2 separate regions of the Sus scrofa genome follow, and region 2 is linked to region 1. The links are chromatin contacts, called in public Hi-C maps. All regions are on one chromosome and are shown on one strand. The core of a region is the stretch at or near the end of the contact, and the rest is flanking DNA. Distances in the headings are between cores, read along the strand shown. Region 1 overlaps TRIT1 (tRNA dimethylallyltransferase, mitochondrial). Region 2 holds the start of TRIT1 (tRNA dimethylallyltransferase, mitochondrial).

Region 1 (6,558 bases), core at 1,933-4,432:
ACAGCAACACTGGGTCCGAGCCACATCAGAGACCTACACCACAGCTTTCAGCAACGCCAGATCCTTAACCCACTGAGTGAGGCCAAGGACCGAACCCTCGTCCTCATGGATATTTGTCAGGTTCTTAACCCACTAAGCCACAATAGGAACTCCTAAATGCAGACTTTTTAGGAAGGTAGGAAAAAAGGTTACTGTCATTGTAGGCTGAAAAATAGCAATGGTGGAGATATAGAAGAACATAATTGAAATGGTGGGAATTTGATGTTAAATTAATCTCAGTTATAAGTGTATAGAAAAAGGTAATACTTTGGAGTTCCCTTTGTGTCTCAGTGGTTAACAAACCGGACTAGGATCCGTGAGGATGCGGCTTCCATCTCTGGCCTCGCTCAGTGGGTTAAGGATCCGGCGTTGCCTTGAGCTGTGGTGTAGGTTGCAGACACAGCTTGGAGCCTGTGTTGCTGTGGGTCTGGCATAGACTGGCAGCTGTAACTCCAATTTGACCCCTAGCCAGGGAACCTCCGTATGCCACGAGTGCAGCCCTAAAAATAGCAAAAATAAATAAAAAAATAAGCAGTGGATATACATTCCATACCAGAGTAAATACTTGTTCTTCCAAATAATTGTAATTGTGTGCTTTCTCTTTACATAGTAATAGCTTCTTTTGGCTACTTTTTGGAATAGTAGAGATTTAAATGTGACTACATATAGTATGAATTATTATATAATCTTTGGATTCTGAACCCTTTCTTCCACTTGAACAAATTCTCTTCTTTGTGGCAGCCTATGCATTCATCATGTATAGTACGCACCTACGGCAGGCTTGCTGGTTGATGGGTTAATTTGATTCAAGTTCTAGATGAGCGCTTGGATAAGAGGGTGGATAACATGCTTGCTGCTGGGCTCTTGGATGAACTAAGAGATTTTCACAGACGCTATAATGAGAAGAAAGTTGCAGAAAATAGGTAAGGACTTGGCTGTTACTTTCACCTACTCTCCACCCCTTGCTTATGGTCAAAAGACCATAAACATAATACTGGCTTTGGATCTACTTGTTTATTAGTCTTTGTCCTTGGCATTGGCAAGGCTTGTTGGAAGGAGGTTTGGTGCACTTGTTACAGTTGCAGTTTTTATTCTGTCAGACATCCCTAGGAGTTAATTTTCAAGGGAAGTAACCTGGGAGCTGGTCGGGGAGGTGGAGGAAGGATTTCAGAGCGGTAGTAACTGCTGAGGATCTCAATTTCCTCATCTGTGAGATGAAATGGCTCAGCTAGATCATGTCCGGGGCCACTGCTAGCTCTCAGATGCAATGGCTCATCCGCTGATGCTCTCCTGTTCCCAGCCAGGACTATCAACATGGTATCTTCCAATCAATTGGCTTCAAGGAATTTCACCAGTACCTGATCACTGAGGGAAAATGCACACCAGAGACTAGTAACCAGCTTCTAAAGAAAGGTGTGAATTCTCCATCAAACCTAGCTTTGGACATCCTTCGGTGACAGAGTATCCTGCTGGTATGGTCTGTGAAAGAGCTGAAGGTAAAAGAGTCCCATATGGCCTTCAGCTCAGAGTTGTGATTTTCATCTACCAAGCGTCCACCACTGTGCTGCTGTGGCTAGTTTTCTTTTAATGTTGGGCTAGGTGGGCCTGCCCTTCAGCAGAGTGAGAATTGCTTAGAGGTTCTTATATTTACCTTATCTTTCAGGTATTGAGGCTCTGAAACAAGTGACTAAGAGATATGCTCGGAAGCAGAACCGATGGGTTAAAAACCGTTTTTTGAGCAGTAAGTCTCATGTTTTTCCTTATTCCCTGGGTATGTTTTCAATAGAACATAGATGTCCTCAGTGCACCCACAAAGCAGACTTGAGTTTCTGGATCTATTCTAAGATTTGGGACCTGACCTGGAGGGGAGGGTCTTTTGCATAAGTGATTGTCCAGGGTTATTTCCTTGCGATGCCTCAGAAAATAGTTCTTCCCAAAGAAGCATCTGTCAAATGCTTTGAATTAGTGGGTACTGGCTGCGAACAGGTAAGAGCAAAATAGCAAGCCCTTCTTAGCAGCGTTGGTGCTCAGGGTTAATTTTAGCTTCAAATTTTGTACCTGAAGAACAACTGCACTTCTGTAGGGAGATTTCCCTAATTAAAATGGTTCTAGGACCAGATGAGTAGTGTGAAAAGACAGAATCGTCACCAATTCTCCCAGCATTGCTTTCGTGTTCAAACACGTGGTACTTCAGGCCTCTAAACTCAGTTGAACAGAACTTTTAAGGAAAAGGGAAGGAAATTCTCATTCTTTGGACCATGTACTGCATCCTTGGTGCTAAATTTGGTGCAATACATATATTACTGAGCCTTCCAGGTGGGTGATATTCTTTTCCTTTTTCAGATAAGGAAATGGAGGCTTAGAGAAGTTAAATAACTTGCCAGAAATCCCCTAGCTCATAAGTGGTTGAGTCCCGAATGCAGGCCTGACTCCTAAGTCCACACTCAGCTTTACACCATGCTTCTTGTTTCCTTCAGCTATAGCTTTAGCTGGACAGCATTAGTATTGGGCCTCTAGTAAGAAATTGTGTGGCCACGAGCTAACGGAGGTTGATTTAAAGGAGATGAAATATTGGTGAAAATCCAGTTTTATCTTGTGGGCACTTTTAAAATATGCTTTTGAATCATCCCCTGTTTATCTTTTGCCATTAGACTTGTGCTTTCAGTTACAGATAAGGACAGCTGAGGTCTCCCCGTGCTCCTCAGTGTCCCCCGAACAGAAACACCTTGATCTGTGTTGCTGACCGTGGATCCCTCTCTTGGTTCTCACTCTCTACCAGAGATCTCCAGTGTAGTTCCGGTCCCAAGGGGCTCTTTACACTTTCTTCTACTTACCTTGCTTTCTCTGCATGTCCTTTGAGATAGAAGTCTTTGCTCAGCTGAAACGGAAGTTTCACTGCTACAGATTTCTAATGCAGTTTGTCTTCTCCCCAGGGCTAATAACCATTAGTCTCTAACAAAAGACGAGTTTCTTTGTTGTCGTTGTATTTTTCAGTGTATTTGTTTTTTTGGTAATGATTTGGAACTTCTTCCTGTGGCAAAGCCACAGTAACTCCCCATCTCCGAGTCACGAGGGCTTGATGGCACTGCGCATCATATGCTCGTTCCTCATTCATGTGTATGCCGGCACAGTCCTGGTGCTAGAGTGAAAGGCACAGCTGCCCTGTAAATCAGGAGCCGTGTGTGATTGGCCAGGGCTGGTCTGCTGGGATATGGTTCTGGCAAGAAGCCAGAGGGACTTCCCCACCCCAGCTTGGCCTTGGACCCAAGCCAGAAATAGCAGCTGGGAGCCGAGAACTTGTTGAAAGGTGCTTAGACAGGGCACAGAAGCCCAACAAAGGACTTAGAGGGGAAAGGAAAATATAGAGTGGCCTGGAAACAGGTGCAGAGCTTAGCCAAGGCCAGGTGTGCTGTGGATGCTGCCTGCACCCTCCCATTCTCACCTTTCTGTGTGGTGGCAGGTGCAGCCCAGTCCAGCTCACGAAGGCTTATTTGTGGTTGGCACAATCAAAAGGCCAGCACCTGCCAGCCGTTGGCATTCTGAGGACTTTGATGTTTTTTGTCCATGAGGCGATGCTCTTTGCCTTCAGGCAACTGACTTAACCTAGATGTGGAAGGCAATTTAGTGTGTCCACAGCCTGAGGAAACGATCAGCAGGGACCAAGAATGGTTGGCTCAGACGATGAGATGCCTGTAGCTATACTTTTGGCTACCTACGATCTTATCTCCATTCAGAAGTATTAACCAGAGGGTATTTCTTGAATTACTCCTCTAGATCTATTTCCTGGAAGAAGGGTTGAACTGGTTCAGTTCCAAAGCTTTTTTTTTTCTAATTTTCAAATTCAGCAGTTCCCTAGCTGCTTCTCTGCTATTGCTAGCCCATGGTTATCAGTGGGGCATTGATGAGTTTCATGAATGCCAGACTGCTGAAGAGATATATTCAAACCTGAGAGTTGTGTCTGCTCTTAAAGCTGTGAACTCTCTTGCCACAGAGTGACATCACTGTAAGGTGATACGGAACTTAGAACAGGCCCTCACTTCAAGCTGTTGTTTCTTCCTTTGGTGTGCTGTCTTTATTAGATTGTAGCCCACACAGTGGTCACTAGAGCTGTTACCCGGTATTGTTTTCCTAACTGGTCTGGAAGATCCTACACCTGAGACTCTGGATTACACAGCTAGACTTGTTGGCTGCAGACCAGTCAACCTGCTGGGTCTTTCTTGGATTGTATGTAGCTGCTTGGCTCATGTTTATGGTTAGAATGAATGGCATTGTCAGATGTTTATTTTTTTGACTCCATATGTTTCCCTTGAGGATTTTGGAGTCTTGGGAGTAGAATAGATCGGGTCTTGGAGGCTGACCTCTCACAACTTTTCTTTTTGGTTTTTTGTTTTTTGTTTTTTTTTTTGTCTTTTTGCTATTTCTTGAGCTGCTCCCGGCAGCATATGGAGGTTCCCAGGCTAGGGGTCGAATCGGAGCTGTAGCCACCGGCCTACGCCAGAGCCACAGCAACGCGGGATCCGAGCCGCATCTGCAACCTACACCACAGCTCACGGCAACGCCGGACCCTTAACCCACTGAGCAAGGGCAGGGACCCAACCCGCAACCTCATGGTTCCTAGTCGGATTCGTTAACCACTGCGCCACGACGGGAACTCCTCACAACTTTTCTTTGTCATCATTAGGACCTGGTCCCAGTGTCCCCCCGGTATATGGCTTAGAAGTATCTGATGTCTCGAAGTGGGAGGAGTCTGTTCTTGAACCTGCTCTTGAAATCGTGCAAAGTTTCATCCAGGTGATTATTAATTATGGTACTGTCTACTGTCTGGTTTTCAGAGCGCTTTCCTAAGCTGACACCTTTGTTGCTCTGTCGGGGAACCAAGCCTTCTTTTCCATGGAATACAGCAGAAGGGCTGGCTGCTTTTAGATCCCTGGAGGCTGCGTTTCTACTTTCACATTCAGAAAGGTTGTTGTTAAAATCTGTTCACAGCCCACCTGCTCTCTGGGATGAGAAAAAGGAATCTTGGGAAAATCTCACTCCTCTTAATATCAGAGAATGATATCCAGATCTCTTTGAATCAAATGCTTCTCCCCCATCCCTGCCTTGTTTTTTCAGGGCCACAAGCCTGCAGCCACTCCAGTAAATATGCCAAGCAGTGAAACTGAGAACAAGAGGAGTTATCACATGTGTGACCTCTGTGACCGAATCATCATTGGGGACCGTGAATGGGCAGGTAGAGTCTGGGGTGGGGCACAGAAAAATCTGTAAGGGCGGGTCACACTGACTTCATGAAATTTAAGGTCTTTGCTGGATTGAATGCTGGAGTCTCCTTGTTTGTCTATAAAAAGATGGCCAGATTCCTCTAAGAGCCTATGTTCAAATTTCATGGAGGCCTTCTCAAAAGGGAGAGTTATCTCTCTATTCTGAATTTCCAAAGAAGATCATATGCCCTCCAGCTTCGGCTGGAGTCGATAATTTATAGTGAAAGGTCTGCTGTTACCCTTCCAGAGCTCCTTTGACTTTCACAATCCTGCTGTAGGGGAGGAGTTTCTTGGCCTCTCCTGTTTAGACCTTGATGGAGGTGAAGTTGGATTGTAAGGGAAGCCAGGCAACTCACCCGAGAGACCAAAGAAGCAGAAACAGCTGGGAGGGAACGGGAAGTGCAGTTATTCCTCCTGAGTACATTCTTCAAAGGTGGTGTCTCTTCAGTAATTTTAAAGTAATACATTGAAATGGTGTTGGTGGCTAAACCCGTGATGAAGAAAACATTCAGAGCAAGACGGTCAGACATGCATAAAGAAGGCAGTCTCTCTTCTTCATAAGGCGCTCCTGACCAGCCCAGGATCGGCCCTGTGCCAAGGTCCTAGTTCCCCATTTCAGAGTCTGGATCTGTCTTTGCCACAGAATCACACTGCACTCCCCTGTCAGATTTCTACAGTCATCCAGCCAAAGTCCAAAAGGGCCTTGGCCTCCAAGCCTTGAATTTACGTGGTGTTTAGAAACTTGTTTAAGGCTCACTCCTTTGGGCACAAGTAGGACTTGTATTTTACTCAGTGGCTGGAATCCTCCTGTTCAGAGGACTGGTTTGCATGATATTCTCACAGAAGTAGATTTTTCTCCCTCTACCAACCAATAGAAGGATTAGTTCTATTAACTGTTAACTCTGGCAGAATGAACCACATTGTCAGCTGGGGGAGGGCTGTGATTGCCCAAGAAGCAAAAGAAGCCTCGATTATGGTTGGTTTATAATGATGAAAGGGGAAGAGAAAGAGAGTGTCTGATTGTTTTTTCTAAAGGAAACTTAGTGGTTTGATTTGTCGAATGTCCTTCAGGGACAGCCTCAGAGAAGCAACATTTGTGAGCCTTTGTGAGCTGAGCTTGTGTAAGCCCTTCTATAGTGCCATCTGTCAAGTCCTTGCTCCCATCTCCTGCTGCCATGGAGAGCCAGTCCAGAAGGCCATTTTTTGCCTTAGGCTCTAGCTAGAGAACAAAGCTGACTTCTTCCCTCAAGTAAACTTTTCT
Region 2 (6,558 bases), core at 1,890-4,389, 41 kb before region 1:
GCTAGGCCACCAGGGAACTCCTAAACTAGAATTTCTTTTACCCCAAATAATCTGTAAGCAGTGGAATATTTATTATTTATTTGTCTTTTTTTTTTTTTTTTTTGTCATTTTAGGGCTGTACCCGTGGCACATGGAGGTTCCCAGGCTAGGGGTGGAATTGGAGCTGTAGCAGCAGACCTATGCCACAGCCACAGCCACGCCAGATCCGAGCCGTGTCTGCAACCTACACCACAGCTCACAGCAACGCCAGATCCTTAATCCACTGAGTGAGGCCAGGGATTGAACCTGTGTCCTCATGGATGCTAGTCAGATTCGTTTCCACTGAGCCACCATGGGAACTCCTAAGCAGTGGAATATGTTGAAGATGGGCTTCCTTATCTTCCACCTCTAGATATACACATAGACTTTAAGGGAGAGACTCTCTTCATCTTAAGTTATCTTTCAGAATAGGTTGAGATGCTTCCTATCTGGCCTCATACAAGGCAGAGAAGGATCAGAGCTAATACTTGGGCATGACTACAACTGGCTTTCCTGACTCCCTTTTGTCACCTTTTGTCTCCTTATTACTCCACCAAGCTTCCTATTAGAGGGTTTTATGTTGTTTTTAAAAAATACTCATTAACTCCTAATCATAGACTTGAATTTCCCAATTTTCTCTTGAAGTTCATCTCTCCAATTAGGATTTCAAGTTACAGGTTATCTTTCAGGAACAATTTTTAGTATAATTTAGAGTTGAGAATATCATTAGGGAGACAGAGGTACAAATAAAATAGCCTAAAGATATTAAATACATGCTTCCATTCTCCTTTGGTGGGGTTGGCAGAATTACCATGAATGGAAATGGTACGATTTTTCTTCTTACTTCTCTTAATTTATTTTGGACCACAGGCTCCATTCTGATTTAGGAGTCTTTCCTGCTCAGTATTTCAGTGATAATTCTCCCCATGGTCTACAGGATCCCTGTTCTCTTTGTTTCTATAGCAACAGTCCTGTGTTGCTTGGCTAGAAGCAATTTTCTGCTGCTATGGTGAAGCCCCATTTTTTCATTCCTTACTCCCCAGTTGCCTTGGTAACCAGCCTCTCCCTCTTCTGGTCTCTCAGTGGTAAATTCCACCTCCCTCTGTTTCTCTCTCTCTCATAACAGTCACCTGGTCATGACTTGGACAGTGCTTTCCCATCGTGAGTGAGCCTACCCTGTCATGGTCAGATTGTCATCATGAAATTAGCCTCCCTTTTGCTTTATTTGCATCATTTCTCCAGCCTGCCTTCTGTCTGGTGGTTGTCATGGTAACCATACCCTCGGAAAATCTCCAGGCAAAGGCTCTACAGTTAACAACCATCATGTGAGAGTGTCTGCCAATATGTGGCCACACATCTCGATTTTAAAACTAGCCCCAGGCGGTTACCACAAATTGGAGAGAACAAGGCTTTTGATCAAAGCAGGCTGGATTGAGAAAAGGAGGACCCTGGGATACATGGGACTACAAGGTTTAGGCTGGGTCTGCAAAAGTGGCCATTACGCCAATGGTGATCCAAACGTTTGAGAAATGTATTTATTGGCAATCATTCCAGGCAGGTCTGTCATATACTGTAAACATTCAGGAGTGATTCCTTCCACCCAAGGGTGATGGGACTTGAGAGCTAGGCAGAGCCAAGTAGTAATCTCAGAGAGAAAGCAATTAGAACTCTTAAATTGGCTAACAAGGGGTTAGTAGAAAAGGTATTTAGGCACTTTTCACACGTTACTGAACATTTCTATGCCTTTAGGCTGCTGCCCTTACCTCTTTAGTGTGGCAGATGGGGTGTTACTATTATAATAATACAAAGTGTTCAACAAATGGTGGTTATTATGTGCCAGGGCATTGTAGCAAGCACTTTTCAGACATTACTTCATTTTGTCCTTATGGCAATCCGAGAGGTATTTAACAATGAGAAAACTGAGGCTAAGAGGTGAAGCTAATTGTGTGAAGTCATGCAGCTGATAAGTGGCAGTGTTGGGATTAGAACCTAGGTTCATCTGATTCTAAAGCCCTTTCTTTCCTTCCTCCCTTCCTTCCTCCCTTCCTTTCTTTCTGTCACCCCGAGACACTCAGAAGTTCTCGGGCAGGGCTCGAACCCAAGTCACAGCAGTGACCAAAGCTGCTGCAGTGACAAGAATGTGTCTTTAACCTGCTGTACCACAGAAGAACTCCTTGTGGGTTGTTCACATGCTTGTTCTTTCTCTGTTTTCACCCCATCTCTTTTCTCCTTTTACCAAAGAGATGCAAAATTTTATTCTGCCCTCCGATTGTGTCTGAGCTTGAGTTTGGGGTGAAAACATTAGAGCAGCCGCCCTTGCCTGAGAACTAGGCAGATCCAATCCTGGAGAACGCCACACCTCTGAGCTCATTGGCTTTAGCACTAGGTAGACAAGCCATTCTCTTCTCCATTAAAAATTGTTGGGTGTCTATTGCGTATCAGGTACTGCGCGAAGCACTGGAGATACAGCAATGACCTAGGCAGAATCTGTTCCTTGCCTTTATAGGACAGTCTGGAGTGAAAGTCAGACAATAGACAAGAGGTCTGTGTAAATTTCATACTGTAAGCAGTCCTGTGAAGAAAAAGAACTGGGTGCCGTGAAAAAAGCATAAAAATAGATCTATTTTAGATACGACTAACATCCCCCACTTAAAAGACGAAGTAGTTGTTCTCACAGCAGTTCGTTTTTTTTTTTTTTTTTTAAAGATTTTTTTTTTTTTAATTAGGGCTTTTTTTTTTTTTTTTTTTTGGCTTTTGTAGGGCCGCTCCCACGGCATATGGAGGTTCCCAGGCTAGGGGTCTAATCGGAGCTGTAGCTGCCGGCCTACACCAGAGCCACAGCAACATGGGATCCAAGCCGTGTCTGTGACCTACAGCACAGCTCATGGCAACGCCGGATCCTTAACCCACTGAGCAAGACCGGGGATGGAACCTGCAACCTCATGGTTCCTAGTCAGATTCGTTAACCACTGCGCCACGACGGGAACTCCAGCAGTTCGTTGATAGCAGTCACATCGGGAGCTTCCGAGCTTGGAAGTTTGTCCCCTTCGCTAGTCACCCTCCCTACGGTACCTGAGGTCCGCGCCTGCGCATTAATGGTTGCCATGGGGACAGCTGCTCCAGCGCAAGCGCAGACGTCTCTAAGATGGCGGCTGTGGCGGCTGCACGAGCAGTGTCTGTGGGCCCGGGGCTCCGGGACCTGAAACGAACGCTCCCTCTTGTAGTGATTCTCGGGGCCACAGGGACGGGCAAATCTACCCTAGCGCTACAGCTAGGCCAGCGACTTGGCGGCGAGATCATCAGCGCTGACTCTATGCAGGTATGACAGTGCGGCTGTCCCCGGCCTGTGCAATCGGAGGCCGCGTGCCGGCCTCTGGCCGAATGGATACCCTGGCGCTTGGGTGGTAGGGGGTGAACCCCGAGGCTTGTGGGGCGGCGGGGTGGGTGAAGGACGCCCAAAATGACCAGACGCCCACTCTGTGCCAGACGTCGTGCCAGGTGTTTCACGTCCATCATCCCATTTACTTTCTCACGACATTGCTGTTGGTTGTAGGTTATATTATCATCTCCATTTACGGATGCGGGAATTCACCTAGAGAGGTGAAAACAATTATCTCCACGTCACGTAGCGAATACGTGGCGGAGATGGCATGTGAACCTACAAGGTTGACATATAGGCGTCCAGTAAATAACTTTTTGAATGAAAGTTATTCCTGAGCTTTTGCCATTTAGAGTTCCCAGGATAAATCAGTTACTATCTACGAGTCTCTGCTGAGGGAATGGAGCAGGGTCGATAGTCCGGAGACCTGGATTCTCGTCCTGAATCTGCCTTCGCCCACGTGACGTAAACATTGTTAACCATGGTTTGGGGACGTTCTGTATCTGTGAAGTGGAGAAAATGCCACCTACCTCACAGGGCTGTAATGCTTCATAAGTGAGATCACGCGAGTTAGAATGAGGAGCAAGGCGGCCTGTCCTGAAAAAAGCCAGGAGTTCGATAAATGCGTGTTGCAACTGAGATTATTAACTTACTGACTGATGGGAGTCAGGAGGTTTTGCCCTCTTCCTTGAGCCACAGGGAGGCCCAGAAGGAGTGTAGTACACATAACACTTGGCAGCATTTGTGCTCCAGTTGAGGGTGGGTGACATTTGAGGTAAATATCTGATGGAGGAATTACAAGCACTGTTTGTTGAAGAGAATTTAGTTAAGAGTTTTCACAGAGTAAATGAGATGCTTAACGGGAAATGCCTGGTGCTGAACCTAACACATGATAGGTACTCAACAGGAGGGGCAGTCCTTCTTCCCACTGTACCCCATAAGCCTCCAGGCATGGTTTCTACTCTCATTAATTCGTTTGGGGGCACAGCCGTCAGCACACTTCAGATGATTAGGATAATTCAACAAATATTTTTTCGAAACCCCTACTTTGTGCAACTTCTACTTTTTTCTTTTCTTTTTTGGCTGCTCCTTGGTATATGGAGTTTTCAGGCCAGTGATCAAGTCCATGCCACAGTTTGTGACCTATGCCGCAGCTGGGGCCATGCTGCATCCTTTAGCTCACTGTGCTGGGCTGGGGATCAGACCCGAGTCCTAGTACTGCAGAGACCCATCGATCCTATTATACTATAGTGGGAGTTCCTACTTTGTGCTGGCTTTGAGAGACAGGCTTTAGCTCAAATCCCAGCCATGTCTTTTAAAGATATGCAACTTCAGCCTGACCTCTTTGTGTCTTTGTTTCTTCTGTAAAATAGGAAAAATAAGATCAACAACGTAATCTTACTGTGATGATTAAACAAGATTAATAAATATGCGAAGTACTTAATATAATTTCAGGCATGTAGTAAGTGCTAAAAATATGATAGGTATTATTTTCTGCAAGGTCCACAAGACAAAATTGCAGTCCCTGTCTTCACAGAATCTAGCTAGTCCAGCTAAACATGAAACAAAGCAAGTTAATAAATGTTCGAACTAAGATGCTTTGCAAGGTGTGGGGAGGGGAGAGACTACAAGTATTAGATTCTATGATAAACCATAGGATTTCTGAGAAGAGAGAAATCAGTGAAGGCTGATATAGTCATGGAAAGCTCTATCAAAAGAGACTTGAAGGATAGGTGAATTTTGAATAGATGAGAAAGAAAGGCATTGTATCAAAGGAAGGAACATAAATGAAGATTTAGAAGGTGAAATGTGCTTAGTGTGAATGTAGGGCAGTGAAAGGAAATTATTCAACAGGTAATCGTACATATTGTGGAAAGGGGGATAAGTAACATGATGCAGTGTCTTAAGAAGCATTCATTGTGGAGTTATAAGGACCCAGCGTTGCCGTGAGCTGTGGTGTAGGTAGAAGACGCAGCTTGGATCCCGCGTTGCTGTGGCTGTGGCTGTGGCGTAGGCCGGTGGCTACAGCTCCAATTAGACCCCTAGCCTGGGAACCTCCATATGCCGCAGGGGCGGCCCTAGAAAAGACAAAAAAAAAAAAAAAAAAAAAAGAAGCATTCATTGTAAGCACTATTATGATAAATTGGGTTTGGGGGCAGGTGGGAGGGGCATACAAAAGTAGCCAAGAATGTAGTAATAATAGATCTTTGGCCTGACTTCAGACTTGAGTAATATTATATAGGTTTCAGTAAGATGGTATTTTACTGACGATACCTAAGGTCCATCCCAGGAGTTCCCTGGTGGCTCAGTGAGTTAAGGATCTGGCATTGCTTGCAGCTGTGGCATAGGTTGCAGCTGCGACTTGGATTCGATCCCTGACCCCCAGGAACCTCCATATGCTTCGAGTGTAGCAGAAAAAGAAAAAAGGGTCCATTCCAGTCTTTTTTTTTTTAAAGGGCTACACCCTTGGCATATGGAAGTTCCCAGGCTAGGGGTCCAATCAGAGCTGCAGCTGCTGGCCTGTGCCACAGCCACAGCAACACCAGATCCAAGCCTTGTACACAGCTCACAGCAACACCAGATCCTTATCCCACTGAGCAGGGCCAGGGATCAAACCCACATCTTCATGGATACTAGTCGAGTTCATTACCGCTGAGTCACAATGGGAGAACTCCCATCCCAGTCTTTATGTTCTGTAATTGCTATAATTCTGAGTTGATGTGCTAGTGAATAGAAGGGAAGAGAAAGATGTAACATTCTGAAGGTGGTAACGTGTTAGTATGAGTTGGTCACTGATGGGCAAGAAGACAGCAGTGCATGCAGTTATGTGCCTGGAAGAGTATGATGAGCCTGGAAGTCAGATCTGGCGGGCACAGGGGAGGGTGGCAGCAGGACATTGATAAGGAAGGTCTCGTGGATATGTGGAGAATGCAACAAATATGATCCCACTTTAGGACTCTTACACTCAGAGGTTTTCTCTGCTTGGTGGGCCTCTTCCTCTCTGTAAGCATGTGGTTGCTTCCTCTCTTTGTTCAGATCTTTATTTGGATGTCACCTTATCTAGGCCTTCTCTAACTGTCCTGTTTAAAACAACACATTGTTACTCCCTGTTTCCCCCTCCTCCTCATGTACTACAATAGTCCTTGTCAGGCAAATGTTCT

The links. Hi-C and Micro-C count contacts between places; a contact is called where the count stands out from the background.
Region 2: a contact with region 1 is called in a Hi-C map of liver, with 1.7 times the contacts expected there. The contact joins the promoter of TRIT1 here to the enhancer-like site in region 1. A contact is called at or near these places in 1 of 5 promoter capture datasets (fetal liver), 5 of 47 Hi-C or Micro-C datasets (alveolar macrophages, embryonic fibroblasts, epiblast stem cells and 1 more) and 1 of 2 datasets of contacts at active chromatin or transcription factors (alveolar macrophages).

The regions. Positions count from the first base shown.
Region 1 is chr6:95,639,340-95,645,897 of Sscrofa11.1, reverse strand. TRIT1 (tRNA dimethylallyltransferase, mitochondrial) reads left to right here. Exons shown (of 9, transcript XM_021095994.1): 4 at 851-962; 5 at 1,340-1,452; 6 at 1,703-1,780; 7 at 4,721-4,830; 8 at 5,152-5,269. Among named protein-coding and RNA genes, the nearest start is that of TRIT1, 41 kb to the left of the region's middle. Within about 2 kb of position 3,182, at least 25 of the 83 cell types and tissues checked have an H3K27ac peak or open chromatin away from gene starts, as enhancers often do. A contact at or near this core is called in alveolar macrophages and liver, where this site is marked.
Region 2 is chr6:95,680,398-95,686,955 of Sscrofa11.1, reverse strand. TRIT1 (tRNA dimethylallyltransferase, mitochondrial) reads left to right here and starts at 3,139. Exons shown (of 9, transcript XM_021095994.1): 1 at 3,139-3,337. The coding sequence starts at 3,164.